Regions from separate parts of the Mus musculus genome. Here region 1 is linked to region 2. The links are chromatin contacts, called in public promoter capture Hi-C maps. All regions are on one chromosome and are shown on one strand. The core of a region is the stretch at or near the end of the contact, and the rest is flanking DNA. Distances in the headings are between cores, read along the strand shown.

Evidence for each region. Promoter capture Hi-C pulls out the DNA fragments that hold promoters and counts their contacts.
Region 1: a promoter capture Hi-C map of macrophages shows a contact between it and region 2, with 6 read pairs. The contact joins the enhancer-like site here to the promoter of Med6 in region 2. A contact is called at or near these places in 1 of 39 promoter capture datasets (macrophages), 1 of 15 datasets of contacts at CTCF or cohesin (the NIH/3T3 cell line), 3 of 115 datasets of contacts at active chromatin or transcription factors (bone marrow-derived macrophages and embryonic stem cells) and 3 of 9 other capture datasets (adipose tissue, liver and pancreatic islet).

The regions. Positions count from the first base shown.
Region 1 is chr12:81,745,239-81,747,939 of GRCm38.p6, reverse strand. All of the region lies in intron 2 of Map3k9 (mitogen-activated protein kinase kinase kinase 9), which reads left to right. Among named protein-coding and RNA genes, the nearest start is that of Map3k9, 35 kb to the left of the region's middle. Within about 2 kb of position 1,304, at least 22 of the 459 cell types and tissues checked have an H3K27ac peak or open chromatin away from gene starts, as enhancers often do. A contact at or near this core is called in macrophages, where this site is marked.
Region 2 is chr12:81,593,517-81,596,262 of GRCm38.p6, reverse strand. It overlaps Med6 (mediator complex subunit 6), which reads left to right and starts at 1,255. Exons shown (of 8, transcript NM_001347384.1): 1 at 1,255-1,323. The coding sequence starts at 1,302.

The DNA of each region.
Region 1 (2,701 bases), core at 55-2,554, 150 kb before region 2:
AAGTGAGGAAAGAGAAGGGGCTGCAGCCGCTGTGGAGAGGGCTCAGAGCCTGCAGGAGCCTGTCAGGAGGACGGAAGGCCAAGCTTGATCCCCAGGAACTACGTGGAAGGAGCTGGAACCTTTAACTTGTTCTTGCATGCTGTAGCATGAGTACATCTACACACACGTGCACACAAATGCACACACATACACACACAAACACACACACTGAGCACATCTACACACACACACACACACACACACACACAGATAAATACAAATTTTTTTTAAGCTGGAGAACTAGCCCATGAAGCCCATTATAAAGTAATAGGTCATAGACCTTTGGGCTTTGGGGCGTGAGGCCTGAGTGTCGTATGTAGGTGCTAAGAGCAGGGTTTGAAAAGTTGTGGCTCAGTTTCAGGGCTGTAATGTGAAGACTTATTTCCTCTTGATCCTCTGCAGTGAGCATCATGCCATCCTTACTGTGGTAGGCTGGGGTGGATCCTCTGACGTAGAGAACCTGAATAATTATTTTTCTTCCTTAGGTGGATTCTGTCAGGTATTATGGCCACAGGATGCTTAAGTAACTGGTGCAGGCATGCAGGCTGAATCTCCAGATTACCCCTTCTGTAGCCCACAGTCCATATTGCACCGGTACATCAATCACTGGGGAACCCCTGGCCGAGGTCTAAAATGAACATTTTAAAAATATAGTCAGGAAAATGCACAGGTACACCTCAGTCAATAACTGGCCAGGCACGAGGGAGTTCTTGCCAAGAGCCTGGCCCCTGTGCAAGGTTCCTGGACCAAGATGTCATGGATTCTAGAAGGGAATGAGGGTTTTATTCTCCAGGGGTCGGATTCCGCATCATTCTAGAAAAGATGATAGACACTCATACACCCCAGCAGGGAGTGCTTAGACGTACAAGCGGTTGGATTGTGTGCAGTTGGGTTTAGCTGCTGAAGAAGAACTAGCAATGGGGCAGCAGAGAGGGAGAGCTAATTAGCTGTAGCACTGAGGAAACGGAGTTGAGCCTGAAAGCCAGAATGTCTTTCAGGCTCGGGATCACATAGCACGGAGATGGAGAACAAGGCTGTGGCTGAGAGATGTGGACTCTGCTCCCTTCCCCTTTACATCTCCTTTGACGTGGACGAAACAGGGAGTGTCATCTTTCTACTTCTTAGAGACAACTAAAGGACTCAGAAAGATGATGTCAGCGAGCAGCCAAGTTCAGTTACACAGTGTTTGATCCTAACTGAGCAGCTGTCCTGCTATGTAGTGTACAGTAGGAATGTATTACAGTGGAATAGTATTAGCCATGAAGAGGAACATGGTACTAACAAACGTTATAATGTGGCAACCCTGAAAACACTGAGGAAGTGAGGCAGACATCATACTGTAGCTTTCTATTTCGTGAAGTCTTCACCATGGGGTCACAGCAGATTGGGCCTGGGAGGAGAGAAGAATGGGGGGATATTTGCTTAAAGGTTACAGGACTTCCTTGTGGGTGATGAAAATGGCCCGGAACAGGTTGTTTCATATTTCATCTCAACTAACAGCCCTGTACAGGAAAGCTTTCACGAGCCCTGCTGCTGGGAAGACCAGTGCTTCAGAACACTATGACCTGCTACTGCCTGCTCAGGTAGTGACTGGTTTCAGATTATAGTCCCTCTCTGTTGATGAGAGTCGGTCTCTAGGTCATGGAGTACACAAAGGGCAAGGTCAGCTGAGTCTGAGGTGGGTGGGACAGTGGCGAGCAGATGAGACTGGCCTGTAGCTAGCTGTATACCCAATGCTGACAGAGGGTTTGTGGCTGATTCTTACCCCATCAATCTTGCATCTCGTTTAAGCATCCAGATCAACTAATACGAAACATCTGGTTGCACCCTATCCCAGCCACCTAGGGCTTTGGGAGACTGATCTCACACAGTGTATATTCAGGAAGGGGGAGGGGGATTTCCTTAGTGTCACTTGCCTAACTCTTTGAATGTCTGCTGTCCTGTTGTTTTGCCTCAGAAAGTCTGGAAGGGTTTTTGTTGTTGTGGGTTTGTTTGTTTATTTGTTTTTGTCACTAAAGAAGAAGGGTTTGTTTTTTTTTTCCTTCTCCTGTTTTGTATCTGCGTAGGCACCTGGGTGGGGGAAGCCAGGATGGGGAGGGATGTGTCTGGAGTAGAGAGTGTGGAGGAGGAGGGAGGGTTCATCCATTAGGTCTAGGGTGGGGTTGTTTGCTTTCTAGACTCCAACTCTGAAGCTGCCGGTAATCCTGGGGCACACTGCTGTTTTTCTAAGAAGCACATAGGACCTGGAGCTCCTTGGGCCACTCCCCTTCAGTATGTGACAGTTCAGTGGATGGGAGTAGAAGTGGAGAGAAGGGTGTGGCTGTGTCATGGATGAAGCACCTGCTCTCTCACTGCAGAAGGTCTTTACTGTCAGGGTCTGCAATGTAAGGCATCTTAGGTAGGTAAGTGCAAGGAGAGCGGGAAGGCTCTAGGTTGTCTTGGCACACAGGACTAAGAGTTAACTTGTATTGTTTTTACTGGTTTCCCGGGCCCAACTGAATCACTTTTATAATTTAATTGCTACACTGTCTGTAGACGTTTCTTCCTCACAGGGGCGAAGAGGAAACCTTTCTTCTTGCTCTGAAGTCTGTCTCACTAACACAAATTCAGGCAAGGCTGTGTCGGGCTATAGAGGCTATGCCCAGCTATAGAGGCTATGCCC
Region 2 (2,746 bases), core at 6-2,505:
ACATGCTGGGGGAGCCTAGGTAGTCCTTAGTTTTGTGAATTTAGGTTCCTTCCTTCAGGTTTTGGGGTTCTCCTCTCAGTTTCTGTATCTTGTTTGTAAGCATCTCCATCATTTTGCTTTTAGAAAACCACACTAGAGACAGAACGTTCTGTTGTGGGTTTCTATGGCTTCCTCACATCACAGAATTGTTCCCTGCCTTCAAGTGTTTAGACACTACTCAAGGAATTCCTCTTCTCTCTCTCTCTCTCTCTTTTTTGTTGTTGTTTTTTCGTTCCTTTTCTCTCATTTAAAAATTTTATTTATTGATTTATTTATTTATTGATTTATTTATTTATTTATTTATTTATTTATTTATTTATTTATTTATTTATTTATTTTGAGACAGGGTTTCTCTGTATAGCCCTGGCTGTCCTGGAACTCACTTTGTAGACCAGGCTGGGATTAAAGGCATGCGCCACCACGCCCAGTTCCTTTTCTCTTTTTAATCTTGTTAATAATTCACCCCTGAATTCCCTTCCTATCTCTTGAAATTTAGTCATAAAATGCTACAGGTTTTTAACTGGTTTAGGTTTTTAGTTGGTTCAATAACAGGAATAACAAAGTCTCTTGATTTTCTCTGCTTGAGATAAGGTGAAAAACGGAGCTCCTAAGTCTAACAGTTTGTTTTTATACTCATGAGGTTTTTAAAAATACTGTCTCTGTGTGTAGTCCAGGCTGGCCCCAAATTTGTTATGCACTTGGCTCTGCCTCCTGAGAGATGGGATTACAAGTGAAAGCCTTGGTTTAGAGAATTTTAGAATGTTAGTAGTGAGCACGAGGCAGCGCTCTGTTTAACCTCTTTACTTGTAAATGAAATTACTTTCCCCACTGTTTGGGCCTAACGCTTTGCTTATTTTTTGTTTGTTTGTTTTGTTCTGGCTCTGTTACTACAACCTCTGCCAGCTGCAGTTTGGCATCTAAGCGAGGGGGTCATTCTTTATCTTCTTACTCCACAGGTCTACAGGCCCCGCCTTCCCTGCGCCATCCTTCTGCGTGTCCCAATCCCCTCCCCTCCCCGCCGCCACCCTGTGACACGCCTTCTTCTTTCCCGCCCGTGTCCAACGACCAAAGCTCAACCCGGCTCCACCCACTTTAGGTCTCATCCCCGCCCCCAAACACTTTTTTTTTTTCCTGCCGCCGCGCTCCGCGTGAATACTTTTGACCTCCCCGCTAACCGTACGGCCGGCAGCCTCCGCTTCCGTCGCGGTAGTCATCGCCTTTACTGTGCGCCGGAAGGAGGCTCTTATAGCGCTTTTGGAATTATGGCGGCGGTGGATATCCGAGGTAATTAATTTTATGCTCCCCTTACCAGATTGTGGTTTACTGGGGTTTCATAGCTTGCGGAAGTCAGCGTTACCCTCTTTTGTGAGGTCTCTCAAGTTCTTCTGAGTGGCTCCTGGATACCCTAAGGCTCTAATCTAACGAAAAGGGGTCGCGCTTTCCCGTTTTCTGACGAGTCTCTTTAAAAGGGTAGATGCGGAAAAACTAGAAACAATTTAGGGGTTTCTCTCACAATGCTGGGCGTTATGTCGGGGCGAAGGGATAGCTTTTCGGAAGAGAGAAGTGGAATAAGATAAGGGCTGATCCCACCTTATGGGTCCCCGGACAGAAATCCCCGTCTTCTTATTAATAATTTTAAATTTTAGCCTATAATACCTTTCACTTATCATTCATTCAGTGGTTGCCTTCGGCAAGCTGAGCAGTAGAGGTATATTTTCATTGAGTAAGAATAAATAAATGAATGGAGACTCAACCTCTTACTAGCTTCTTGGTCGGGTAGCATTTTGTTTAGCAGTTTGTTTTTGCTTGTGTATATTTCATTCTTCCTCTTGGCAATTTCATACATGTACATAGTGGATTGCTTATTACTTAGATTTGTTAGCGTAATTGTAATGTGTCTGGTGTTTAGAGGAATGGCAGAGAAGCTGGCATAGGGAGGAGATGTAGAAGAGAAGATCTGGAAAGATAAATGTGAGAGAACAGTCAACAGGGACGGCATATTCTGACTTTGTCTTTTTTTTTTTTCATTTACGCATTTCTTTACTAGATCATTTTAGCTGCTGACAGTAGTGTAAAAGTCAGGGATAGAATTAGAAACAAAAAAAGGAAAACAAAACGAAACCAGGGCTTTTCTGGGATGGACAGAAATTAGAGGTAGCTTGGAAGAGTGATGACTGCATTAGTGAGAAGGTTAAATCTGCTTGGTTTTTGGTATATTCTGTTTATGAAGTGATCACAACTTACCTTTTATTTTCAGACTTGACTTTTCATTTCAGTTTTTGTAGATGAATGTCCATGGATACATGAGGCTGTTTAAATTGATTGAGATCTGTGAATAATAAAGTAAGTCATACTTGCCTTGACCTTCAGGCATGGATTGGAAGCATTTAGTGATTATTATGCTCATTCCTGATGAATAAAAACTCACAATTTAGTGGGAGCAGATTATCTGTGATTCTGGTTATGGAATAAGAATTAGTAATAAGGGGGCTAGAGAGATGGCTTAGCGGGTTAAGAGTACTGATTGCTCTTCAGAGATCCTGAGTTCAAATTCCACCAACCACATGGTGGCTCACAACCATCTGTAATGGGATCTGATGCCCTTTTCTGGTCTGTCTGAAGATAGCCACAGTGTACTTGCAATTATAAAATAAATTAATTTAAAAAAAGAATTAGTAATAAAAGTATATAAATTTGCCATGAGAAC